Linked DNA regions of Mus musculus: all the other regions are linked to region 2. Evidence: chromatin contacts called from public HiChIP or PLAC-seq and promoter capture Hi-C data. All regions are on one chromosome and are shown on one strand. Each heading gives the region's core, a stretch centred on a gene start, on an enhancer-like site or on the middle of the called end of the contact. The rest is flanking DNA. Distances are from core to core; before and after follow the strand shown.

Region 1 (6,478 bases), core at 3,068-5,567, 610 kb before region 2:
TTTCCTTGGCTTGTTTCCCTCAGCACACATGCAAGATCATATCCTGCCCTAAAAGAAGAACACTCACTTCCATAGTTTGAAGGTATTCTCTGTATCTACATCGATATCTAGGGGTGAGTGGCTGAGTCTTCTCCCTACACTCTCTCCCCCAGCCGCCCCTCAGGACTGGATTCAGTGCCTGCTACTGTTCTGACACTGTTCCAGATCAGCCCCGGTGACCTGCCAGCTCTGGTTCTGTTTTCCTTCTTATCAGCCTTGGCAGTGTCTCTAGAAAGCTGTCCCTCTTGATCCTGCTCTTCTGAGACGCAGGTGTTCCTCTTGGGGTCCTTTCCAAGTCCCCATAGGTGGCCTTTCCTCTTTCTCTCTGGAAATTGCCATTTTGGTCTCTTGTACTTGCTCTCCTTCCTGTACATTTTTTTTTAAAGAAACGTCCTCTCCTGTGCTGTAATGACCATTTGTAGATGAGAATGGCATGCCTTTGGCGACCCAAAATTATATTGCCAGCTATCTTCTAGATATCTCTATTTTTATAGCCCTTCAAATTTCATATGCCCCAAGTTGAATGTCCCATCTTTATGTATTCCCACAAACTACGTATTCTCTATTTTCTCTCCAATGGAGGAAGAGATGATGCCAAACCTCTCTCAGCTGCTCAGGAGCTTGCCAAGCTGGTCCTCATCCCCGGGCTGACGCTGGTGCCAGGTCCTATTGAATTCACCTTCTAAATATCTCTTGAATCCATCTGTTCATCTCCCTTTCTCAGCTTCTGCTGAACTCAAACCTTTTTTTTTTTTTTTTTTTTTTTTTTTAAGCCTCTTTCGTGCATCCTCTCAGTAGCGCCCGGACTCTTCCTCCGGTTGAAGCTTCACCTCCCCTTTCCTCTCACATTCTTTTTTTTTTTTTCTTTTGGAGATGTGCTCTTGCTGTTTAACTCAAGATGGTTTCCATTCACAATTCTCCTGTTCGTGGCCCCCTGGATAAATGAGTTGTACCACCCTATACAGTCTTGTTACTTTGTTCTTAAGTGTCTTTTCAAAAGAAAGAGTAACATAGTCTCATATAGTCCAGTAGTTAGGAGGCTAGTTGGCTAGTGGAAGCACTCAAGTTGCATTACTCTCAGGCAGTCCTATCTGAGCCCCAGTACACAGACATGTAATATCCATCAATTGCTCTTTTGGGGGAGTGGAAGGGGTAGGGTTCCATTTTGTAGCCCTGGCATGTCTTAAATTCTGCTATGTATTCCAGGCTGGCCTGGAATTAATTCATAGAGATGCATCTGCCTCTTCCTTCTGAGTGCAGGGATCAAAGACACATACCACCACTCCCAGCATTGTGTATGCACGTATGTATGTATGTATGTATGTATGTATGTATGTATGTATTATTTTGCAATTCCTGTATTTTAAGAGGTACTTCTTTTTACATTTTAATATCTCCGAAATAGAAATGCAGTCTTGGATGTTGTTATATACAACACTGCTGTGTTTATGTTCTTTTCCACCCACTCTGATACATATTCTTTTTACCCATAACCCTAAGTCAGCATTTACCCCCAGATGTTTCTCAAGTGCAAATCTTATCTGGTTGAGATTCTCTGGGAAATTCTTAAAAGGCTCTGGCTTGGGGAGAGGGGCTCTTTAGTCCCTTCTCCCTAACCCTTCCTCTACACAACTGCACTCCTCTACCTTAAAACCAAGGAGCTATATTTTCAGCTAGCTCCCCAAAATACTTAAGTGAAGCAGGAGCCCTCTGCACAGAAGTGTCTTCTGCCCTAATGGCCTCACTTTTTTAAAAATGCAAAGTCCTCCTCACTCTGAGCTGAGCCTTAGCTCTTCCTTCATGCACCCGGGGACCCCAGCTCATGGTCTGTGCCATCCTAAAGTCCTAAGTTTATGTGTGATTCCTAAATCAAGTAGCATGCTAACCCATGCCATTTCTCTGGTCTTTTGTTACCAACAGAGTTCTCTAACAGACGTTCTTCTTTATATATACCTATTTCTAGCAATGCCCAGCAATGTAGCAAAAATAAATAAAAATAAAAAACCTTTGAAAATAATGAGCTAAATATGAGGGAAGCAAGAAGGTATCCCTTATATAAGATGTAGAACCTTCCACCTAACCATCCCCTTACCCTAGGACAAGCAAGAGGACACCAAACCACTTGGGTATCCACACATCAAAACAATTGTAGACCTAGTAATTCAACCCTTAATTGAAGGTGAATGGTGTCAAAACCTTTGGCATCGGTCCCTCCCCTTTCTCTCCTCTTAAAGTACAGCAAGTCACGGTCCCATTCTGCCTCTTGGTCACTTGTACAACTCAACATATGTACTTGTGCAAGGCACCAAAGAGGGATTCTCCTGACTTGCCCATCTGAGGTTTCCATTTGGACTCTGCCTCCCACACTTGTGAATCTCACTGAGAGACTCAACACCAGTAAATAAATACAAGCACGAGCTGAAGTTTCATATAAAAACATTTGTTTCAATAACTACTTTAAGGCGTCAAAGTTATATGGAGTGGGAACAGCTCCTCCATGCCAACCCACTACTAGGTTTCAATTCTAGAAACTGCCCCAAATAGACAGAAACAGTCCTTCTTTCTGACCTAGATAATTTAAAGCCAAGGAGTCCAAGTCCTTCATGGAAAAGTACCAGGGTTCTGTTGGGATTTAAATGAAACACTGCTGGTGTGGCCTATCTGACAGACTGTCAACTGATCAGTGGCAGTGACAGAGGGCTTGCCTAGCACAAATGAGTACCTGAGTTTGATCCCCCAATGCTGGGGTAGGGGGATGGAGGGTGACCATACCAAAACATTGTTGACAGTTGCAGGACCAACATACTCGAGATATTCTTAGTGAAAAATCTGGAACTGTAAAGTGAAGTAAAAGGAGAGGAGAAAATAGAGAATTTATCGCTAGAAACGTGGCAGTCATGGGAGGCTGCAGAGACACAGACATTTGGGGTGGCTGTTAGGGAAGGTGGGGAGGGAAGGCTGCAACGAGGCTGTGCAGAAGACAAAGGGGCTTGAGGCTACAAGAGATAGGTACTGTTGACAGTATGCAAATCAACTCAAGATAAAGAAGAAAGAGAGTCACCCAGACCAGACAGAAATGTAGGGCTTTATGGATGAAGTGTGCTGCTGTGGCTTAACTCTTCCCTCTTCAAAGGGGGCTAAAGAAAAACTTGAATCAGGGTGGACTCAGCAGCCCTTCAACAGACCAAGAGAGTCTAGCGTCCCCTTTCCTGGGGTGGAATCAAATCCTCGTCGCGATTTCAACATTTTAAATGTGTGGAGGAAAACTTGCATTCTCAAAGCAAAGACTTCACAAAGAAGTCAACATGAAACAGATGGAGCGAATCTCTTCTCTTCACAAATCTTAGACTAAATTAAAAAAAAATAACTCTGGGTATCAAATACCTTAGCTAAGGAGATAATTCCTCTGGATTTTGGCTTCCTAGGAAATGACCTCTCTGATAGCGAATCCTCCCCCAACACCTCTGGCACTGAGCATTGTAATATAAGACAATGATGCCGGAAAATGAAAGGCAAAACCCAACCTTCGTCTGTAGCTTTCAGAGTGATTTCGCTCTCAGTACAGACTTAGGCAGGTGTGTCTGAACTCCTTGAAGAGAATGTCCTGGGAGCCGCCTTCTCAGTATCTTGTTATCGACAAACTAAAAGAGATTTGGTTTGGATCTCGGTGGGTTTTTTTTTTCCGGATCCCGCCGGATTCTGCAATTGGGAACCCCGAGCCCCTCCCCAGACCGAGCTAATAAAGAGAAACAGCGGGGAGCCAATCTATTGGACCCTGACCCGTGAAGACTCTAGCTGTAACTCGTGCCGCGGGGAGAGAGGGACCTAGTCGACCTCCCTCTGCTTTAGTTTCTAGCCTGGCGGGCACTCTGAGGGACAGCCAGTCGCCTACCTGCCTGACATCTCCCAGGCCTCGGGGTAGCTGCGCGCCCGGGAGAGCTGTTCCCCTCCGGCTCAGTTCGCCCTCGGCCTCACCTCCCACGCTGCCCGCGACTGTGACCAGCCTGACTCACCCCGGACGGGTGGCGGGGGTTGGGGGATACTTCAGAAGGCGGAGGTACTGGAGGCGGGCTGAGCCCTTCCCCCAGAGCCCAGGAGGAGGCGTAGCCAGAGCGCAGGTGAAACCGACTCCGACCTATCCCGGGAACTTTCGCTGCGGGGACTCGCTGCGACAGGCCAGCGTCGTTCAGGGGCGGCCCAGGAGCCGCCCCCTGCCACCAGGGTTGCGCGCGGGGACTCTGCCTGGGCACCCGCCCCTAGGGACCCTCGGCCCTCCTGGAGCGCCCTGGGGATGCGGGCGGCGCCGGCCTCCGCGGCTGATGGAGGCGGGTGGCGCCACCCTGGGCGCAGGTGACACTCTCCAGGCCTGGGTTTCGGTCGAAGGGGAAGTGCGCTGGGAGCTCGAGACGCAGCCGCCCCAGGGACTAAGGACCCAGCAGCGATGGCCGGAGAGCTGAGCCAGGAGGCACTGCTGGACTTTCTGTGCCAGGCCGGGGGCCGAGTGCGTAACGCAGAGCTGCTGAGCCACTTCAAGAGCTTCCTGCGCGACCCTCACGTGTCTCCAGGCCAGCTGCAGGAGCGTCGCGAGCGCTTCAAGGGCTTCGTGAACTCGGTGGCCGCAGTGCGCCAGGACCCCGACGGCACCAAGTACGTGGTGCTCAAGAGGAGGTACAGGGACCTACTGGGGGAGGAGGGCCTGCAGCGACCGGGCCCTGTAGATGGAAAGCCGCGGGGCCACCGCCGCCGTGACCCGGAGCCGCAGAAGCCGCCGGCAGGTGCGGGGACCCAGGTGGACGTAGGTGGCAGCGCGCAGAAGGTGGCCGGGCCAGACCCCAGCCCGGAGGACAGCCCGAACCAGAGGACACCGGAGCCAGAGGCTGCTCAAGCCAGAGGCAGGTGTGCGGCTGTGGGGACGCGAGGACGCTGCTGCTGGGAGTGCCAGCAGAACGGCTGGGGACAGTCCACCGGACAGCCGCTGCCAGAAGATCTCGGAGACCCTGCAGTCGCCTGCGAGAAGCCGGAGCGCGCTGCACCTGCCCGGGATGACCTCGGAGCTCCGGGGTGGCTGAGGGAAGGAGAGGCCGCCGAGCACGCGCCTGGATCTGTACCGCCTGTCTGGCCTCCGACCGCCGTCGAGGCTGCTGGCAGCCCGACGTCCCCGCCTGCTCTCCCGCCCCACCCGGCGCCCTCCAGAGAGCCACTGGAGCTGTTTACCGCCGGCTCCCCGAACCATTCAACCCAGCAGCTGCAGCAACAGCACCAGCGCACTCAAGAGTGGGTAGCCAGATACCTGCAGGTGCCTGAGCCCGAGATCCAGGCGCCCACTCGCGCCTGGTCGGTGTTGCCAGACAACTTCCTCCAGCTACCTTCAGAAACCGCCTTTGGGGTCTCGGAGACCAGCTCGGCGCTGCCAGAGCCCGCTCTGTCTTTTCATTCTCTCCTTCCCGTGGTTCTCGATGAGTCCTCAGAATCCTGGCCAGGGAACGCTCCATCTACCGTCTTTCGAAGCATTCGTTGTCAGCTGTCCCTCCAGGATCTGAATGACTTTGTGGAGCAAGAGAGCCATGGAAGTGAGGAGAGCAGCAGTGGACCCAAAGAATCTCCCGGAACCCCCGAAGAGGGGCTGCAACCTGTCTTGAGAACTTCCTCCTGGGGGGAGCTCAGGGATCCAGTTGAGGATCTGTTTTTGCCACCAAACGACAGCCCTTGCCTGATCCGGCGGGACCTCGGATATAGAGGGAATGCGCCCAGTTTTCGGAAGGTCCCAACAGTGGCTAAAAGCCTTGGAGACCACCCCCAAGAGCCCTTCCCTGCCCTCAAGTTCCGAAGGTCTGTCAGGAGGAGCTCTCGAACAGGAAGAACCAAATCTCCTTCTTCCTCAGACGAGGAGCATCCTGATGAGGACTTGTGGAAAAGGAGTCGGCGCCCACCTCGGTCCAGGAAACCTTCCAAGGCAGGAGCCCTGCCCAGCCCAAGGGTGGATGCTGTTTTGGTACAGAAATTGGCAGATGCTAATGCTGTGGCCAGTCAGCCACACTCTTCATGGATCCCAAGCAGGGATGGATCTGCAGCCTTGATACCCCACAGACCTTCTGAGCACAGGTCCCCCCTTGTCCCTCTAGACACCAGGGAGCATGAGTGGATTGTGAGGCTTGCCAGTGGTTCCTGGCTTCACGTGCTGACTTTGTTCTGGGAGGACCCCCAGCTGGCTTTGCACAGAGACTTCCTGACTGGGTACACAGCCTTGCACTGGATAGCAAAGCATGGTGACCTGTGTGCCCTTCAGGATTTGGTCTCTGGAGCCCAGAAGGCGGGCATTGCACTAGATGTAAATGTGAGGTCCAGTTGTGGCTATACCCCACTGCACCTTGCAGCTATTCACGGGCACCAGGGAGTCATCAAATTGCTAGTGCAAAGACTGGCTTCTCGGGTGAACATT
Region 2 (6,878 bases), core at 2,670-5,169:
AAGAGAGCTGACATAAACTGTGGGCTCAATTAAGAGGCTGGCTCGGTCCATACTTCAGTTTTACTTTTTTGGGAGAGTTGGGTTTTTTTAAGGTTTTTACTTGGTGAGTTCTTAACATTTATATGCCAACTCTTCTATGGAGTTTTTCATTTCTGACAACATATTTAAACATATAGCACTTTTTTTTTAAAACAGAGAAACCATGGTGCAGTGTGCATCTTTAGCATACAGGGAGTAGACAGTGACCCACCATTTACCCGTATCTACTTGAGCAGCAACCAGGGAGTTTCCTTGTGTTCTTGAAGCAGTGAAGCTATGTAGTTTATTTATCACCTCTCTCTGAAGTTTGTTCTCCCAACATCACATGCCGGAGCTACAGTCGAGCCTTTGTTATCTCTTCATTATGGAACCCTTCAGTACCCCTAACAGCCCTGCTTCCCACAGATATGCAGGCCCCCTTCAATTTCCCCATGGTAACCAGAGGGATCTCGTGAAAATTAATTTGCGTAGGTGTTGTGTGGGTGGAACCGTCGGATGGGTCCGGAACAAGAGTGGGGTCCAAACCCCAGAGATCTTGTTCTGAGATTGGCTGGAGCAGGGTCACTCTCTCTACCCCTGCCCCCGGCCTGTGTGTCCCGGTGTGTATACGTCTGTGCTCTGCCCTTTGCCCCACTCCCTGGTAGCCAGGTTACACTTCCTCTCTCCTTATAAGGTCATGTCCACCAGCACCTGGAATTCCTCCTTACAAAAATGGGGTGTCCCCAGGACCCTCGACCCCAACAATGATGTACAGTCACCCCAATAGTCCCTACTCAACCATCAAAGGTTAAATAGCTTTCTCCCCCAGCCCCATTAAACTCCCTGTCTCACTGAAGCAGTCCCATCACAATCACATGCTGCCTGAGGTCTTCATCCCTGGTTGTTCCTGCCCACCCCATCCCCCTTGTGGCCAGCCCCACCCCCACCAGGATCTACCAGTTGTTATTGTGGGTCCTTCGCATGCTACAGGCAGAGGCAGGAAAGCAGAGCCTGACAGATAGGTAGGATTGGCTGGAGAGATGGCTCAGCAATTAAGAATAAGTACTTGCAGAGGACCCACGTTCAGTTCCCATCACATCACCCACACCATGGGGCTCACAGCTTCCTATAACTCCAGCTCCTGTGATCCAATACCCTCTTCTCTGGATTCTGAGACTATCCCACTCACACAGGCACATACCCGCACATGCGTGTAAATAGAGACAAAATAAATCTAAGCATTTTAAAATCATCTTGGGGGGTGGAGCTGAGGAGACAATTTTGTAACAACATTTGCTATATGTACTGGCTAGTTTTGTGTCAACTTGACACAGGCTGGAGTTAACACAGAGAAAGGAGCTTCAGTTGAGGAAATGCCTCCATGAGATCCTACTGTAAGGCATTTTCTCAATTAGTGATCAAGGGGGAAAGGCCCCTTTGTGGGTGGTGCCATCTCTGGGCTGGTAGTCTTGGGTTCTATAATAGAGCAGGCTGAGCAAGCCAGGGGAGGCAAGCTAGTAAAGAACATCCCTCCATGGCCTCTGTATCAGCTCCTGCTTCCTGACCTGCTTGAGTTCCAGTCCTGACTTCCTTGGTGATGAACAGCAGTATGGAAGTGTAAGCCGAATAAACCCTTTCCTCCCCAACTTGCTTCTTGGTCATGAAGTTTGTGCAGGAATAGAAACCCTCTAAGACACTATATAAGCATAAGGACTGAGTTTAGATCCCATATAAAAAGCTGGGTGCACCCATGCATGTCTAACAATTGTGCTGGCTGGTACCATCTGGAAGATCCCTGGGACCTAGTGATGGCAAAGCCACAAGCTCTGGGTTCAATGGGAGATGCTGTATCAAAGGACTAAGGTGAAGAGGAATAGAATACCAGATGTCCTCCTGTGGCCTCCACATACATGCACGAGCATGCACACCTGCACACAGGTACACACATGCATACACCACATTCACACACACAATCGTTTGAGATACTTCCACTGTGTATCCTAGGCTGGCCTCCAACTTAATCCTGCTCATGCCTCCTGGGTACCGAGATTACAGACATGCACAAACATGCATGCTTGTCTCTAACAACTAAATTCTGATCATAAGATGCTTTGGTCTAAAGCTTCTTCAAAGGTTTTCTTACTGCTATCAAGAATGTATGAAATCCTGACCATAATCTATAGGGAAACAGATTTTTGTTTTGTTTTGTTTTGAGACATTGTTTCTCTGTATAGCCCTGGCTGTCCTGGAACTCACTTTGTAGACCAGGCTGGCCTGGAACTCAGAAATCCGCCTGCCTCTGCCTCCCGAGTGCTGGGATTAAAAGCGTGTGCCACCACGCCCGGCAGGGAAACAGAATGTAATGGTAATTTTTTTAAAAGGTGGGGCCAGAGAGACTGCTCAGTCAGTACAGTGCTTGCTGTTAATGTTTGAGGATATGAGTTTAATCTTCATCACCCATATTTAAAATTAAACAAACGCTGAGCACAGTGGCATTCATGTATAACCATAACACTGGGCAGGCAGAATCAGGAGTCCCCTGGGGCTTGCTGGCTGGACAGTCTTGCCAAATAAGCGATGAGATCTAGATTTATTGAGAGACCTTGTATTAGAAATTAAGAGTAAATTAGGAAGACACCCATGTCAATCTCTGGCCTTCAGGCACGTGTGCACATATGTGTGTATACACTCTTCCCACACATGCATGTGCTCTCTCTCTCTCTCTCACACACACACAAAATGGGGCAAAGAGGTTCCTGAGAAAACTAAAATTAGATCTACCACATGACCCAGCTATGTCTATAAGGACTCCAAGTTAGTCTATCACATAGATGTATATCAATCTCTACTGAAGCATTAGTCACAATTGTTAACAAACCTAGTTGCCTAACAACAGAGGGATGGATCAGAAACAGAGGATGGTATATACTCAAAAGAGTTTTCAGCCCTAAGAAGGAAGTTATGTTGTCATTTGCACAAAACTGAATATCACTGGAGATAAACATTATTAAGTGAATTAAGCCAGTCACAGAAGGAAAAAAATTCATTTATGATTCCTAGGTTTAATTAAACACATAAATCATATGACATGGAAAATGAAGTAAAATTACTAGGGAACTAATGGGAGAGACAGGGAGAAGACAGAAAATTTAGGAGTAGGAATATATATTCAAAATACAACATAAACTTGTATCAAGATGTCCTAATGTAACACAGTGCCATGTACAATAAATATTTTTAAAAGGAGAAAAGAATCGGGGCTAAGTAGAGAAAAACCAGCGAAGTGACTTTGGGGATGCTGCTTTGCAACTCTAATCCTCAGTCCTCCTGTCTCGTCTGTGCCAATTAGTCAACGACAGAAATCTTCTCTGTGTAGTTGAGGATTAAATGTTCCCCAGAAGTGCGATGCAGGGCACAGATTTTACCAGTTAGTGGGCCCATTTGCTTCATCGAGGTCAGCCCTTCTTCTTGGTCAATGACAATAGTAGTAAACTGTCTGAAACGCAGCTGGGGGTTTAAAAAAATATGCAAAAACAATTACTAGCGTGCATTCCACATAGCTAACACACGTGTTACCACCATCGCCATCATCTTTCCATCACTCTCGAATGCCTCTTTCTCAACTGCTTTATCTACTCAAACCTCCTTTCCTCCGGGAAGGACCGCTCCTCAGAGGTAAGGGCAGTACTTTCACGCGGTCCCTGCACACTGTCACTTCTCTAAAGTGGCTTCAGAGAGCCACCATACAACACCCCATGTCCAACTTCTCATCACTTCCCCTTTGTGGTGACGCCCCACACCACGTGAAAGCCACAAACACACCCCCGGAAGTGATCGGTGGTAGGCGTTCCCGTTCGATCATCCCACCCACTCCATCCTTGCTTGGTTCCTGCCTGCTCCGCTTAGACCGGGAAGGAGGCGGAACTAATGGTACGGACCGCCTGACGGTTCCCAGCCGGACAGAAGAGCGGAGGGCACTGGGCGTCGCGCCGCGCGAGCCCGGGGCCATCTAAGTGCTGCTCCCGCGACATGGCTTTCAATTTTGGGGCTCCTTCGGGCACTTCGGGCACCTCTACAGCCACCGCGGCACCGGCGGGTGAGTCAGCCCTGGGCCTACCTTCTTCCTCCAAGGAACCAAAGCCTCGGGCCCGCCCCCTCGATCCGATCGGTCCGGCTGGGGGGTCCCGGGGTTGCCCTGGCACTCGGGACACCTTGGAGTCATTTGGAGAGGGCGGTGGCGGTGGTGGCGGCGGCGGTGGCGGTGGGAGGGCCGCGGGCTGCTCAGGCTCAGCCTGGGGCTCGCACAGCACGCTCAACCCGCGTGGCTCGGCCGCCGCGGTGCTTCCCGCCATTGGGGTGTCCGCCCAGGAGAGGCCGGAGGCTACGCCCCTCTCATTTCCCGGGACCCCGCGTCCCCTCGTCCGTCTCAGCCTCAAGGTCCAGACGGGTAAAGTTGGAGCCAGGCTGCCCGCAGCTCCCTCTGTCCCCTCCCCAGCCCGGGGGGGGGGGATGCTCGGCCCCCGCCCGTGCTGCCCTTCGCTCCTTCTGTCTGTCCGCACCTTGGCTTTCTTCCCCTGATCCGGTGCAGGTCAGGTTTGTTCACGCTGTGAAACCTCTTGCTGATTCTTGTAATTCTTACCTTTCTTTCTTCTCCTTTTCTCTTTCCCTCCTCTCACCTTTTCAAATTTTTGTTTCTCTTGCCTCCACGACTATCAGGATTTGGTGGGCTTGAGACTGCCAACTCCACCGCCGGTGGGTTTAATTTTGGGGGTTTCGGATTAACCGCTAACCCTGCAGTGAACTTTAATATTGGGAATTTCGGTGTTTCTACTACCTCGGCGACTCCGTTCAATTTTGGTAACAGTCTGGCGAGTGCAGGTAGATACTGGGGTCATGTGTGTAACGAGTATGGGGGCTGGAGTCCAAGAATGTTCCGATGTCCCTAGAGTTTGGGGGAAGAAATGGCACTTGTCTAATAAAGAAAGGGGTTTATTTCCTAAGATCAAATCAAATATATTTAAAGTTTTGGCTGCTTTAAAAGATGTGGGTTTTGGAAAGCCTTAAAGAATTAGAATGCACCTTGGTTGGATTTTCATTTAATGATACAGAGCACAGCTTCCAAATGATAAGTTGGGAACCGAATATTTTTTAAAACATTAGCTTTAGCAGAAGGTAAGCGTTTCCCTGGGATTCTTGGACTCCTGCAGTCATTTTTCATTTTTTAATACATATTTCATTGGGATTTCATCTTATTGTCCTTGTGTTTCCAAGAGAAACAAGTCTTATACGAACAGCAGCGACCTGTCTTGTTTTTCAAACTGTAACGATGTTTTTCTAGCATTAACTCAATATATTAGGATGTATTTCTATATATAATTGTAGAAAGAATCCCGGATTCTTTGCTGGGTTTTTGGGAAATTTTCCATGAGTAGTTTTAATTTACCAATTAACACTGAGTTCTAAAAAGTAGGCTCGGCATCTTTTACTTTCAAAAAGAGGATGATGAAGGTTTTTGGTTTTTTGGTTTTTTTAATCTGTGGCTTGTTTGAAGATCACTGAAATTTTTCAGAACACAAATTAATGGATGTGTACGACCCAATTTAAGTTAGGCTTATGTGAGCTCGACATCCGTATGACTCTTAGAAAACTCTCCATCCTCAGCTGCTCGTATATGAATGTACTGTCCATAGTTTATGTTCCGTCAAGCCACTGCTGCCCGTGCCAATTATATGCATTTGGTAAGCCTTACTTCTAAACTTACTGGGAAAGTTGGGGATTTTGTCCATTTACTGGGTTTTACATTGTTGATGTCACCTTATCCTCTCAGTTAAAAATAGTGAAAAATACTTGGAAATTCCAAAGATAAAGGGACTCATTAAGAAATATTAGAAGCCGCACCCACCACCCCTGGGGTGTTTACCTTTCCTAGTTTGCTTAAAATTGGCACTGGGCAAAACAAACCTTATTTTGAAATTTATGTTTCAGAATAAAGCAAACCATATAGTTTAACAGCAACGAATAAACCTGTTTGTATTTGCTTGATTTCATGTCCATTTGGCGTTGTCGCTGTTACTTTGAATTGTACAAATACAAGTGTGTTTTGACTATTTTCAAATATGTTAATTAACTCAGCCTTCAGGAGAGAGCTTTAAAAAATTACATTTTTTGTATCCATATAGGACTACTATTACTAATAAGAGTGTTTTTGATAATCTGAAACATGACAAGATACTGACTAGCATTTTTAGTGTGTAGCCAATTCGAATAACATAGTTATTATTTGAAAGTAGGAAGTTAAAAGGGCTCTATAGACAGTATTTATTTTAGAGGTTATGTCAAAATGTTTGGCTGGCAGTATTTTGATAGAATCTATAAATTAACATGTGTTCAGTTGCCTATTTAATAATTTTTAAAATCTGAATTGTATTGCTAAGAGTACAGGGTAGTGGTAGACTACTTGCCTGCCTTGTATGAGCAAGGTCCTGGATTTAATACCAGTGCCACAAAATTGATTGAAGCTAATTCATTTCTTTTTCTTTAGAATGGCATCTCACTGTGTAGTTCAGGGTCATTTAGAAACTGTAAGCCTGCCTTAGTGTCTCTCTCTATGAGATTGCAGGCGTATACCAAGACATCCATCTCATTGCAATCTTGAAGAGGCTCTCTTATTACAAGAAATATATGAGGTTCAAGTTAGAATCTCTGAAAACTTGGAGTGTAACTCAGCATTTAGAGTTCAAGTGTTTTTTTTTTTTTTGAGAGTTTTTGGCAGCATATTTATAACTAGATAACTGCTGCCAATACTTTAAATTAGGTTGTCATTTCATTCTGTTTTTACATTGTTAAGATATACCAAGATT
Region 3 (7,015 bases), core at 3,205-5,704, 570 kb before region 2:
GCCTCCATGAGACCCAGCTGTGGGGCATTTTCTCAGTCAGTGATCAAGGGGGAAGGGCCTCTTGTGGGTGGGACATCCCTGGGTTGGTAATCTTGGGTTCTATAAGAGAGAAGGCTGAGCAAGCCAGGGGAAGCAAGCCAGTAAAGAACATCCCTCCATGGCCTCTGCATCAGCTCCTGTTTCCTGACCTGCTTGAGTTCCAGTTCTGACTTCCTTTGATGATGAACAGCAGTATGGAAGTGTAAGCTAAATAAACCCTTTCCTCCCCAACTTGCTTCTTGGTCATGATGTTTGTCCAGGAATAGAAACCCTGACTAAGACAGTTTGGTTCAATCAAGCAAACATACATGTAGTATTATCTAATAAATGCTGAATTAAAAATAAATTATAAAGCTGGGTGTGGTGGCACTCGCCTTTAATCCCAGCACTTGGGAGGCAGAGGCAGGCAGATTTCTGAGTTCCAGGCCAGCCTGGTCCAGGACAGCCAGTGCTATACAGAGAAACCCTGTCTCGAAAAAAACAAACAAAACAAAACAATAAATAAATAAATAATAAGTCAGGCAGTGCTGGTGCACACCTTTAATCCCAATACTCGGGAGGTAGAGACAGGTGGATCTCTGAATTCAAAGTCAGCCTGGTCTATATAGTGAGTTCCAGACAGCCAAGGCTACACTAAGAAACAAAACAAAACCAAAATAAATAAATAATAATAAATAAAAGGCATTGAGGCATAAAGGGCTCACAGTATTAGCATTAGCTGGGATCTGACCTATCTAATTTTATCATATGCTGCAAGGAGAAAAGCTCAAACTAGTCCAAACTACTATAAAATCAGAGAAGAAAATGATTTGTTTACAATGAGAATGAACTTTCACACCACTTTAAGATTAATGGGATAAACGTATTTCTCCTTAGATACAACTTTAAGGGGAAATTATCATTTGGATTTCCTGAACATTGATTTAGCAAAAAGAACAGCTACGGCTGGCTGAATGGCAGCAATAGAGACGTGCTGGAAATAGATAACTCAGAACCAGGGAACTTATTCCTACCTGAGCTCAGGTGGACGGCACCGAATTCTGACCTTTTGAGCTTCATGCTTTGGTGACCTTTCTGTCCACCTGTCAGGACCATCATTCAGGGACACTGTACAATTTGCGACATTTTTATTAAGATTCTGTGATGTTCTTTAAAATAGTCTTAAAAATAGTCCCTTGTCTACCATTCAAGTTTGTAGCACTGTCTAATTCTTTTATGGCACACTGAAATGAGATGGCCCATCCCACTCACAGTTACTGAATAGTCGGGGGTTCACGAGGCAGTGTTCTTTTGACTATATGGGATGGGCAACGTGACTCAGAATGGGTGACATTTCTGGATCTAAAGGCTCCGTGTCACTGATTCCATGGGCGTGCTGCCCTTTGTTCTCAGTTGTCTGCTGTCCTGTGGTGGCTGCTGCTGGCTCTGGGTGTCCAGCCTCCCAATTCCAAGTCCAGCTAAAAGAGTTCTTTTTATCAGTACTACAGGAAAATCTTCCATGGTGAAGGATGGTTGGCATAGCTTGGCTTATGCCCTTCTTGGATGATTCGTGATGCCGAGGGAGACGGAGCGCATGCTTTGTTTAGACCTTGAAGATACTGCTGTTTCTGAGATCTGGCTTTTGCGTTTGGATGGAGAGTGACCGGAAACTGTGCAAAGTCCATGTACATAAAACCTCTGGAAATTACTGGACAGGCGACTTTCGTTTCCTCATCTCCGTGTCTTTGGGGGAATGTAGTGGTCAAGGTCCATTTATAAGACATATGGCCAAAGCTGATGGCATGGATGCTATGATGTGTAACTACTGCCCTCCAGGACCTCATTCTAAGAGAACACACATGTATTCAGATAACCTTAGCATGGAGTATGTAAGTATAATGGAATAATGTAGAGATGGGACTTATCTTCATTCAGTTCAGGGGACAGAGGACCCTGTTTTCTGAAAACAGAGGGAAGGCTTTGGGCTGTACACAGCCTTGAAGGGCAGGCAGGGTTTTGGTGGGTGTGGATATAGGATGGGGCAGCAGTTCCAGCCAATACTCGGGAATTTTTAAAAAGAGAAGGGAGCTGGTGGTAGTGGCACTTACCTATAACTCTGGGCACTCAGGAGGCCAAGTCGGGAGGATAAAAAGCTTGAGACCACACTGGAATATTTAGTGTGATGAGAAAAAGATTGTCTTGGCTTGTGTGGGAAGGAGGGGACAGTATAGCCATGTCAGTTTGAACAATGGCCATGTGGTAGCTTTGGGCAGCATAGAGGTGTGTTTGTGCTTATGTGTGTGCCTATGTGTGTATATGTGTGTGTGTCTGTGTATCTGTATATATGTGTGTGCTTATGTGTGTGTTTATGTCTATATGTATATGTATGTATGTGTGTATATATGTGTATGTGTGTGTTTTTTTAAAGATTTAATTATTTGTTATATATATATGTATATGTATATATACATATATATATATATATATGATGAGTACACTGTAGCTGTCTTCAGACACACCAGAAGAAGGCATCAGATCTCATTACGGATGGTTGTGAGCCACCATGTGGTTGCTGGGAATTGAATTCAGGACTTCTGGAAGAACAGTCAATGCTCTTAACCGCTGAGCCATCTCTCCAGCCCATGTGTGTTTGTTTGTGTGTATGTGTGTGTGAGGGCCCTCTGTGGTAGGGAGGCTGGCTGAGTTTCTAGAGCTCTGCCAATCTCTCAGAGTTTTTACTCAGCCCTTGAAGAGTAGCCCAGAATGCCTTCCAACATCTGGGTTTCTGAAGTGGTCCTGCAGAATTGGGATCCTTGAAAAGTGAACTACTGTGCTTTCTATCTTGGGCTAAGTCAGGCCCATGGTCAGCTCCATTTTCGTTTTCAGATTACTTAAAAACCCCAGATCTCCTCCAGACTAAGACTCTTTGCACTGTAGTGCCTTACCCTTGTGACCTGGGATGGAATAAGAGCCCAGAGGTCCATGCCCGTAGGTTGAGAAGAACAGAGCTGAGTGTACAGAAGAAAGCAGGAGTCTCCAATCCCCACCATCATTTCTGGATGGCTCTTTATGAAGAGATAGGTAGAAACCAAAAGGAGAGGATTTCTAGCTTTGTTTGGAAGAAGCCAGACTGCATGACACGGCAGCAAATCATCTCCCACTAACAGGCACAGTGAGAGACTGGGGGCCCGCCAAGTCTTCGTAGCACTGAGTGGGCTCACATTCCAGGTGAAGAAACACTTCAGTTTGATGGTTTTTTCCCACCAAGACATGGCTGTCCTGGAACTTACTCTGTTAGATCAGGCTGGCTTCAAACTTACAGAGATTTGCTTGCCTCTGCATCCCAAAGACTGGAATTAAAAGTGTGTGCAACCACCACCTGGCTGGTTTTAACTACAATGTTCAGGGCTTATTTATTTATTTACTCCTTGGCAACAGGGTCTGTGTTGTGTGGCACAGCCACTATTACTGAAAATGAGTATTCAGGCCTGGGCATGAGTGTTTATGTTCTCTGTACATTTAGGGAAGGAGTCGGAACTTTTAGAGGTGACGACAGTGGATGTTGCTGCTCCTTTTAATCAAAATAAGTAAATGATCAACTCCATTTAAAACTTCTGCAGCTCTATGGGAAATTGAAAAGGCAGAGCAGTCTGGTGGGGGAGGGGAGGAGAGCGAACAGGGACATGGGGTGGGTGGGGGTAGCAGCATCAGCATCATTTTCTTCTCAGTTTATCAGTATAGATGATAAACTCTTGCCTGAAGACAGACTAGGCTGAAGCATCTCGTTGGGGTGCACTCTGCAGCCCTCCCATAGCTCCCGGCCTGCCCCCTCCTTAACTGAGCTACAAGGAATCCTCCTCCTACAATAAGAATCCATGACGAGTCTGCACTTATCTAGAGCCCAGGTCCCCATGACTGGACTGCCTGGGCGTTGCCTAGGAGATAGGTTTGTGAAATCAGAGCTGACCTACTTTGTTGTCCCCGCCATTTTTTCACGGTCCAGCCTCGGGCTGCTTGCTTCAGGACTGGCAGACTCAATCTCTAGCTAACAAGCCTTAGGATTTTATTTAATTAATCACGTGGTCTAGACTAGCTTTCACCAGCTCTTTCTGCAGCCCAGGCGGGCTTTGAACCCGACCCTCCTGCCTCAGCCTCCCGCGTTCAGGGATCACAGGAGTGCACTAGGACAAGCTATGAATTTACAGGAGTCTGTGCTGCTGTTTGATTGGCGGGCTCCTCACCTGGGACATTAATCTTCCCTGACACATTTCCACCCCTTCCCGGGCAGGCAGTTTTCCTTCCTTGTGGCGTTTTGCTGGGTTTTCAATCCCCAGTCGGTCAGCAGAGTGTCTTACTCTTCCAGGGTGGCTTGGTGCAGAGCTCTTTCTGTTTCCTGGCTCTGCAGATGCGGCTTCTGGAATTTCTTGGCTTCCTGTCGCGCCAGCTCTTCCCTGCCTCTGGTTGAACACACTATTTCCGGGGGCAGTGCCCTGTGCTTTTGTAACCTTTTGGGTCGTCTGGCTTCAAGTTCCACAGGGGATCTTGCAGGTCGGCAGCGGAGCCCTGAAGCTAGAAAGTGCCTTAGTCATGTTTCCATTGTGGACTGCAGGGGACAAAGTTTTTAAAAATGGGCATTTGGAGGAACTTGCAAGGTTTCTCATGGCGTGTTCAAAGAACTACATTCCAGTATCCCACCTCCGGGTGCCAGCCCGCCTTTTAACGCTTTTCTCCTACCTAGCTGCTTTCTTTAGCTTTCTCTGTGCTTCACTCCGCCCGCCACCTCCTGGCCTTTGCATAAGCCGCTGCCTCCACAGACAGCCTCGCCCGTATCCTCCCCCACCCCCCCTCCGCCCTCTCCCCTCCTCGCCCCTCCCCCGTGTATGGCTGACACTGTTTCAGCCTATATCCATAGCACTCATGTGTACTCCAAAAGCATTCTAGATCCTTCTTTAACAGACTCAATCTCTCTTTTAAACCCCGACCCTGCCGTTTTTCTATTCTTATATTTTCTTCATTCTAAGAGCCATCATTTTTTTTTTTTGGTTACAATTATATCGAGAAATAGACCCCCCCATTTTAAGTGAACCATTTTGAGGCTTTTAATATTACCACAGAGTTGTAAAATCATCCCCACAATCAATTCTAGAATATTTGTATTGCCCTTCAAGGCAGCCTGGTACTGGTTAGCTCCTATACACTGATCTCCGATCTTCCCAGACGAATATCCATTAAACAAACTACTCTCTGTAGATGCATGCATTTAGAATTCTTCATGTAAGTGGAATCTTGGGGGGCTGGAGAAATGTCTTAGTGCTTAAGAGCACCAGCTGCTCTTCCAGAGGTCCTGAGTTCAATTCTCTGCAACCACCCTGAGCCACCCTTAATGAGATCTGACGCCCTCTTCTGGTGTGTCTGAAGACAGCTACAGTGTAATTACGTATAATAATAAATAAATCTGTGGGCTGGAGCAAGCAGGGACTGAGAGAGTTTGGCAGGAGCGAGCAGAGGTCCTAAATACAATTCCCAACAACCACATGGTGGCTCACAACCATCTGTAATGGGATCTGGTTCCCTCCTCTGATGTGCGTGAAAATGGAACAGTTGTATAATAAAATAAATAAGTAGATTTTTTTTCAATATATAAGTCTTTTATTCTCCCAAAAGAACCCAAATTGTTCTTGTGATCAGGATCTTGTTTCTGGAGCCAGGAACTGAGGCCTCCTCACTCGTCAGCCTGCTGCACAGTTCCCTTCTCAGACACATAGATGCCGTCCAAAAACTTCCTGATATCCTTGTTTTTAACTGTTGTGGCTTGCTGAATCAGGGCAGCTGAATTTGAAGCAAGTTCAATATCATTTCCTTCAAGGATTAACTCATCCTTCTGGGCTTGAGAGACAGAACAAGCAACACCTGTCCTCATCCAAACCCTGTGGATGTAGTTTTTCACCCAAGAAATTTCGGATTTCAACCAAAGAGCCATTCTCCTGGATGACGACGTTGATGGGGAAGTGAGCATACACAAACCACATTTTGTATCGGAAGCCCAGTGTGACACCTTTGATCATGTTCTGAACATGACTGCAGATGTTCCTGACGGTGGCCAGTTCCTTTCTGTTACCCCACCATTTGTCAACCCAGAGCCTTTTCTTTTTCTTCCCAAGAAGACTCAGCTCCACGTTGATGTGATTGAAGTCCCTCCGCAGAGTCCCCCTGGGGCCCTTCACAATGACTGTGCGCCCCTTCAGAGTGATTTCGACATTCTCTGGAATGTCCACAGTCTGATTGCTGCGAATGGTCTTCATCCTCACAGTAGATGGGGCAAAAAGAGCAAGTAGATCTTTTTTAAAAAATGATAAAATAAGTGGAATCATGTATGTATGACAAGTAGAGGCTGTGTTCTTTCACTTAGCACAAATGTTTTCAAGGTATCGTATACTTGTGTTGTAACATGTAGTTAGCAGGAGTCCATTCAAGAGCACCATTAAAAACATTTTAGCATCTGGGTTGTAAAGATGTATCTTCAAGTCATTGCCTTCCCGTAAATGGTGTCAGAAGCTGAGCCGTACAGATTAAGCAGTAACGCCCCATTCTTTCCTTCAGTTGGCCCCTTGCAGCCTGTGAGCTTGAACACACGTAGGACTTAGAAGACAGGAGCCTGAATGTGAAGCCCTGTGTCTGACCTCTCCTTTATCAGGGCCTACAGCTTTGTAAGCATAACGAAAAGCCAACCTCATGAGGGTCTGGACTCCCTTTATTCTCCTTAGCCCTTATCTTAGCTCTTATGGAATCCTTTCCACTGAGCTAACAATAGCTACCCAACAAATATTTACGTCAAGGTTCCCTCTTTGTCTCATAAGCGCTCACAGTGGGGGCTGGAGAGAGGGCGCTGTGATTAAGAGCACTGGCTGCTCTTCCAGAGGTCCTGAGTTCAATTCCCAGCAACCAAGTGGTGGCTCACAACCATCTGTAATGGGATCTGACACCCTCTTCTGGTGTG
Region 4 (6,500 bases), core at 403-2,902, 530 kb before region 2:
ACTGCATGTGTGTGTGTGGGTGCACAGGGCCAGAGCACATAGGTGGGTTCTCTATTTCTACCATGCAGGTTCCAGGGATGGAACGCAAGGTTCTCAGGCTTGGCAGCAAGCACCTTTACCTGCTGAGCCACCTCACTGTCCTTGAAGAGTAACTTTAAACAGTGCTGTGTTCTGGGAGCCCCAAAATTCCTCCAAGGCATTTACTAAGAACATCTGGAGGCATTGGCTGGGAAAGACAGTTACCTACAGGCATGGGTTTCAGGCTTCTGATTGGTCCACATCTAACGAAGTGTCAGTTGGGCGTACAGTATTAACTCCAGAATAACTTTGCAGTGCAATGTGGCTGCTAAACGGCTTTCTCTCTGGCCTCCTGAGTCACGATGGCCCCTCTGAACGGAGCATTAGAAAAGAACCCTGTCAGGGTCAGAGCACTTGAACGGTGTATAAGCTCCACAGAACAGAGCTTTGGCTGACGGCTGCCAAGAAACTTCTGGGTGGCCTCTAAGTCAACAACAAGCAGAAAGTTTGTGGTGTGTCACCTGCCCAAAACATGACACTCTTACTTTTTCTAGTGGCTGTACCCAGCCTGGCTCCTGGGACATCTGCAGCCCCGCTGGCATCCTGATTTGTTTGAGTAGACTTATACCTTGTACCACAGAACCCCTCAATTGCTTTCACTGAAACTTGACAATAGAAATCAGCTCTCATGACCTGCAGGTCTGACATTTAGGAAAACCAGCTTCTAAAAAATACTAAACCATCCTGACTGTGTCGCTTAGTAAGTGTATTTCCTCTACGATGGCAGCACGGACTCGGTTTTGAACTGGCTTAGACTCATCTCTCACAGGCTTGGGAACTATTGTCTTTGTGAATAAACTGGTCAAGGAGGAACACACCCCGAGATGTCACCACTGAGCCGTCCTCCTGGAGAAACGTGGCAAGGCCCGATCACCATGGAAACTGGGACCTCTCACAGCATAGCACAAGTGCAGAATGGCCACCCATCTTTATTAACGTCTGACTGGGGCTGGAGAGAGGGCTCAGTGGGTGAAGAGACTTGCGATGGGAGAACCTGATGACCCAGGGTCAGGCCTCGGAACCCACACAAAGCTGTACAACTCTACACACCTACTGTGGCGCACACAGCCACCCAACAGCAGATACACACAAAACGAGCAGAAGAAAAACCCGCAAAAATCTCCATATTCAATTTGACTATCTTTGGAATTCTTCATTAAGGTTTTCACGAAATACAAAGCTCAAACATAATTGCCTACATCCACCACAAAATAGAATCAAGTAAGTGGTTAGCACACAAACATAACGATCTTTTTCATTTTTAAAAATATAAATAACAAAAACGTTCAGGGGTTTTACAGTTTTCTTAACGTGTGTGTGTGTGTGTGTGTGTGTGTGTGTGTGTGTGTGTGTGTGTGTCTTTTTAAGGCTTTGTGTTGCAGACTGGTACTTGTGCCCTGGTATCAGGGTGCACTGCCCACCAGCAAGGAAGGCCGCTGTGGATACATTCCTGAGGGTGCCACACACCCATCTCCGCCGCCTCAGCCTGGGGAAACCCGTGCCAGACACCCTCCATCAGGCCGCAGGTCACCGACTCTCTTCCACAGAGCGTGCAAGCTCGCAGAAGACCAACCGTGAAAGGCAAGAGAGATTCCTGGAAAGCCTCTTCCTGTTACTCAGGAAGCCCCCAGTAACCCACAACTCAAACCGCAGTTTGTAGTGAAATCGCTTTCAGATTGAACAGTGGTGAGAGTGGCAGCTTTTGCCCAGGGCTTACAGGAGCGATTAAAGAGGAGAGGTCAACGTTGGGAAAACACCACCGAATACAGATGTCCCCCCAGGAGTCCCATGGCCGGTGAGGGCTGGAGGGAGGGAGATGGCCCCTGCCTTGGGCCTGAAGTCCGAGGGAAGCGACTCCAGCAGGCACCTGACCTGCTCCTGGCCCAGCTTTATCTTGTCATCCAGCTTCCGCTGCTCAATGAGGAGTGTGGACTTCATCTTCACGAAGTGCTGGTAGTCCTGCAGCTGCTCGGCGGACAGGTAGTTGGCCAGGATATCCAGCACCACGCGCTCCCTCCGGTCCAGGTTCTCCTTGAGCTCCCGTGCATCCTCATGCTGGCCAGCCAGAACCTTCCTTTTCTCGTTCAGAGAACTCTGCCAGGGTAAAATGAACAGGTAAGGCAGCCATAAGACAAGGAGGCAGACTCCTGCCTCTCACAGGGCTGCAAACCAGTGCTCTACTCAACAGTGCGAAGGATGGATGGATGTACCTATAGCCATTATTACTATCTGTTTTCTCTCCTTATGTTGAACACTCTGTGGTGGGTAAATGGCTGTGGTAACAACCTGCCCTTTTTAGCTCTACACTTACTGAGCCAATCCTCAAGTTCTCTGAGTACTTTGTGCCCCACCTCTCCATCTGCTGAATAAAAACTTTGCAGGGGGCTGGAGAGATGGAGCCCTGGTTCGGAGCACAGACTGACTGTTGTAGAACATCTGAATTCAATTCCTAGCACCCACATGGCAGTAACAATGGTCTCCAACTCCAGGGCCAGGACAATCCATGCCCTTTTCTGGCCTCTTCTGGTAATGCACATGGGGAGCATATATATATATATATACACACACATATATATATATATATATGCCTATTAGCTTATATATATGTGTGTGTATTTGCCTATTAGCATATATATATATGCATATACATATATATACATATTTATACATATATATATATATGCTAAAAAAGGTTTTTAAACCATCTGCAGGCAGGGCTCTGAACTCCGTGCCTCCCAATCTGTAACAATGGGGATATATTCCTCATCTTTAACAAAACCAACATCCCTGCCACCCCGGGCTGCTGCTTGGCCTCTATCCATGAGTAAAACTCTGTTCAAGAAGGACGTTGGTGTCGTACTTCAGAGTTTCCCACACCAGCCCAGTAGTAAGCTGCCGCCTCTTCGGGGCCCATCGACTTCCTGGAAATACTTCATGTGTCCTGCATCTGATATGCCGACACAGTGTAAACGCCACAGTAAGTACTTTAAAAGAGTTTTGAATTGAATAGTTTTCAGACCTTTCAGGACAACATGAGTGAGACAATGTAAGATGGAATCCAATCGTGAAGTGCAGTGACTTACACATCCCTCAGTACAAATTACCTGACCTAGGACTGCTAAAGGGTCACGTGACTCTGCCTCAAATCCCCTATCTGACAAGTCAGGTGGCGGCTCACTATGTAGCCCTGGCTGGCTTGGAAAGCCATGTAGACAAGGCTGGACTTGAACTCAGCAATCTGCCTTCCTCAGCCTCTCCAAGGGATTCAAGGTGTGTGCCGCCGCCAGCACCACCGCCAGCACCACGCCCAGCTAGCTCATAGGATTTCTATAATAATCCTAGAAAACAGTACAAAGTTAGTGGGTGAATTTTATCAATATCCCCACTCTGACAGTTCTTTCCCTAATCACTCTGAGGCTTGAATTAAACATGCTGTGTCTGATTCACCATGAAGAGAAGTCTGAGGCACAGCCTGAGCTCCTAGCACTGTCGCCATCAAAGCTTCGCACACTCCTCACTGCGGCTCAGATCAAACACTGCAGCTCTGAAGCCTATGGACCTCCCTTCCTTCCCCTCCCCTCCCCTCCCCTCCCCTCCCCTCCCCTCCCCTCCCCCTGTCATCATGGCACGTGGAGACGCTGAGTTTGGTACTGACTGGGTCAGCTGTCCTCTTTCTACTGAGATTTTTGTTTTTAGAGAGGTCAAGCACTAATGCAGCATGGTAGGGATTCAGGACACTGCACATGAAGCGCAAAGCCAAGTGTCTGTCACAACAGCACTGTCCCTCCAGTGGAGGACAGCACAGTCGTGCCCACGTACCTGCCCACGGCTGGGCCCATCGTGCAGATTCCCTGAAGCTCACTTCTGCCCTCTTATCCCAGTGGTTCTGTGGTCCTCCTCTCCTTTAAGCGTCTAATGTGTTTTTATCTCTGCGAGGAAGGAGAGGCCCTAGGCCCTGTGCATCTGCCCAGAGTATCCACACTGAATCCTGCCTAGCAGGTGCTCTCTCAACCCACAGCGATGGTCATCCCGGAGAAGTGTCTCTATGGACAGAGGGCTCAGACGGTAACCTGCTAGGCCACATACCCTTTCCTCTTTGCTGGCGTCTTCACCAAGGCCTCTGAGGACGTTCTCCACGCGGGCCAGGCGTCCAGACAGGGACAGCAGCAGGTTGACCACCTTGTCCAGGTCCCCTATGAACATCTTGTACTTGTCAAACTCGTTGGGTTTGCAGAGCTCACTGATCAGAGCCTCCACCTCCTCTCCCAGGGCATTGTTCAGCTTGATGTCCGTGAGCAGGCTCCCCTTGGCTTCCTGGAGGCTCTCCAGCTTGTGGGTAAGGCTTCCGATAAGCTCAGCCTAGAATGGTGAGAGACACAGAGCCAAGCTGAGCCAGGGCTGCTGCTGGAATGTGGATGGGCACTCCCGGCCCCGCCCTTGCCGTCAAGGTTCAGCTAAAAGCTCTTCAGCTCTGTGGGGACTGATGACTCAAATCAGAACTTTTTTTTTCTTTTTCCTTTGCCTTTCCCTGAATGTCTACAACTGCCATTCTTTGAGCCTATTCAGAGTTCCCCAGCCCACACCTGATTATACACGCACTAGTCATATTCCTCACTGTGTAATGCTGCATACAGTTCTGCCTTTCCAACTGGTTTGTTAACTTCTCATTCAATGTCCTTTCTTTCTTACTAGGCACAATACCACGAGCAAGAAAGGAGGGGCGGGGTGAACATCCTCGGCTACAAACGAGCAGCCACGGAACCGGAGTGAAGGGCCTCCAGCACCCACGGTCTGAGAGCTGAGCTGGATAGCTGGCCTTGGGCAGTTACTATGAGCTACAGGTTCTGCCTCATCTAGTCCTCCGCATACAGCGGGGAGGGTGAGACTTGGGGATGCGCCCACCTCAGGCCCATGCATCACCAGATGGGCTCTCACATGACCATTACACACACTGATGGTGACACTGTATCAGAAAGCCACTCAGCTTTGCCTTTTAACTAAATCTGGACCTGCTTGCCACAACTATGTAACGTAAGCCTCTAACTACTAATTTCTGAAGAGAAGCTCTGGCTTAAACAGTGACATCCTGTTGTCAGTTCAACTTTCCAGATCTCCGTGGCTACAGGCAGCTTAACTGACACAAACCTCACTTCTAAGGGAAAAGCTGTAAGGTGTCTAAGCATTTCCTCAACAGAAGACTCGGCCCACGGTAACATGAGTGGGAGGGAAAAAGTAATTAGGGTTAATTATGCTATTACCCTCCCCCCCAAAAGCATCCTCCGCTGGCAGCCATCACTGTGGGACAGCGCAGCAGACTTCAGTAACAAGCTGCCCACTAGCACAGAGCTTGGATAAGTTTGTGCCTATGAAGAGACAAGCTGAAGGCAACACGGGTGGGAAACAGCAGACACTGCCAGGTCAGGTCAGGTCGCCCAGTCAGCCCTGGTCTTTTTTAACCTTGCAGGTACAGCTGCCAGGCTGGGCACTCAAAGTATTAGCAGAGAGTACTCTTCTCAGCCAGGCATGTTGGTGAGCTCCTGCAGTCCTGGCACTTAAGGATGGCTGTGAGTTCAAGGCCAAGGCCTGGAACACAGTGAGTTCCAGGGGAGCTGTGGCTATACAGCAAGACCTTGCTCAGGTCTGACCCAGGGTGGGCAACCTGGCCCAGTAGGTGGGGGTGCTTGTATAAGCCTTACTAATACCCAGGTCCCCCGTTCTTCTGCTAGTCTGCTGGAGTCAGCTTGCTGGCTCTCAGGCCCTAAGCAGTGCGCATGCTGGGAGGTAGGCAGCTTGGTGCATGGGACTCATATGGCACTCTGAGGCCAGAGTCCACGTCCAGTCAGCTGGGTCTTTCTATCCAGACCCAGCTCTGGTGTTTGACGGCGTGGACACTGGGCAGAGCCACACAAACACAGCACAGAAGCCTGGGCACATTCTGTACATTACAGTAAGGCAGTGCAGAGACTGGGCAGGCACCCAGTCGGCCCTGCCTCACCGTTAGGTATGTGGATGCAATGCCTGCCAGCTTTTGATCACCAGGTCTTTAACTATGGAGACCTGGGCTGAGACTATAGTGAAGAGGTTCTGAGCAACCGCAGGCATCAGGGGGAAGCCAGCAGTGCTGCCAACATTTCTGTGCCAGGATGATCCTTTTTAAAAAATAACAAAATCCAACTTTAACAGAACTCATTTAGGGCAGGAGAAGGGAATAATATTTAAATTTTCTTTATCATTTATACATGTAACGGCTTGTATGTATGTACACCACGTGTGTGTATATAGATGCCTTTGAAACCAGAAGAGAGAGTCTGATTCCCCAAGAGCTGGAGTTACAGGAGCTGTGAGCCACTCAGTATGGTTGCAGGGAATCCTCTGCAGGAGCAGCAAGTGCTCTTAACGGCAGCCATCTCCTCGGCCCATGA

What was found. Promoter capture Hi-C pulls out the DNA fragments that hold promoters and counts their contacts. HiChIP or PLAC-seq counts read pairs in DNA pulled down with a chosen protein or histone mark.
Region 1: a promoter capture Hi-C map of embryonic stem cells shows a contact between it and region 2. The contact joins the promoter of Sowahb here to the promoter of Nup54 in region 2. A contact is called at or near these places in 3 of 39 promoter capture datasets (cranial neural crest, embryonic stem cells and second pharyngeal arch cranial neural crest) and 1 of 115 datasets of contacts at active chromatin or transcription factors (pancreatic cancer cells).
Region 3: a contact with region 2 is called in a promoter capture Hi-C map of liver. The contact joins the enhancer-like site here to the promoter of Nup54 in region 2. A contact is called at or near these places in 2 of 39 promoter capture datasets (cranial neural crest and liver), 3 of 115 datasets of contacts at active chromatin or transcription factors (bone marrow-derived macrophages, embryonic stem cells and pancreatic cancer cells) and 1 of 9 other capture datasets (embryonic trunk).
Region 4: an H3K27ac HiChIP or PLAC-seq map of embryonic stem cells shows a contact between it and region 2, with 4 times the contacts expected there. The contact joins the enhancer-like site here to the promoter of Nup54 in region 2. A contact is called at or near these places in 1 of 484 Hi-C or Micro-C datasets (embryonic stem cells) and 7 of 115 datasets of contacts at active chromatin or transcription factors (the NIH/3T3 cell line, embryonic stem cells, large pre-B cells and 3 more).

What each region holds. Positions count from the first base shown.
Region 1 is chr5:93,042,861-93,049,338 of GRCm38.p6, reverse strand. It overlaps Sowahb (sosondowah ankyrin repeat domain family member B), which reads left to right and starts at 4,317. Exons shown (of 1, transcript NM_175270.4): 1 at 4,317-6,478. The coding sequence starts at 4,481.
Region 2 is chr5:92,432,240-92,439,117 of GRCm38.p6, reverse strand. Nup54 (nucleoporin 54) reads left to right here and starts at 3,919. Exons shown (of 13, transcript NM_001359995.1): 1 at 3,919-4,114; 2 at 4,735-4,896. The coding sequence starts at 4,048. It overlaps Gm42114 (a long non-coding RNA gene), which reads right to left and starts at 4,507. Exons shown (of 2, transcript XR_880431.3): 1 at 4,136-4,507; 2 at 3,049-3,525.
Region 3 is chr5:93,003,135-93,010,149 of GRCm38.p6, reverse strand. Gm36764 (a long non-coding RNA gene) reads left to right here and starts at 1,083. Exons shown (of 3, transcript XR_880434.2): 1 at 1,083-1,907. It also overlaps the pseudogene Gm6450. Within about 2 kb of position 4,454, at least 101 of the 459 cell types and tissues checked have an H3K27ac peak or open chromatin away from gene starts, as enhancers often do. A contact at or near this core is called in embryonic stem cells, liver and pancreatic cancer cells, where this site is marked.
Region 4 is chr5:92,960,028-92,966,527 of GRCm38.p6, reverse strand. It overlaps Shroom3 (shroom family member 3), which reads right to left. Exons shown (of 11, transcript NM_015756.2): 10 at 4,165-4,437; 11 at 769-2,172. The coding sequence ends at 1,804. Among named protein-coding and RNA genes, the nearest start is that of Gm36764, 46 kb to the left of the region's middle. Within about 2 kb of position 1,652, at least 21 of the 459 cell types and tissues checked have an H3K27ac peak or open chromatin away from gene starts, as enhancers often do. A contact at or near this core is called in pro-B cells, where this site is marked.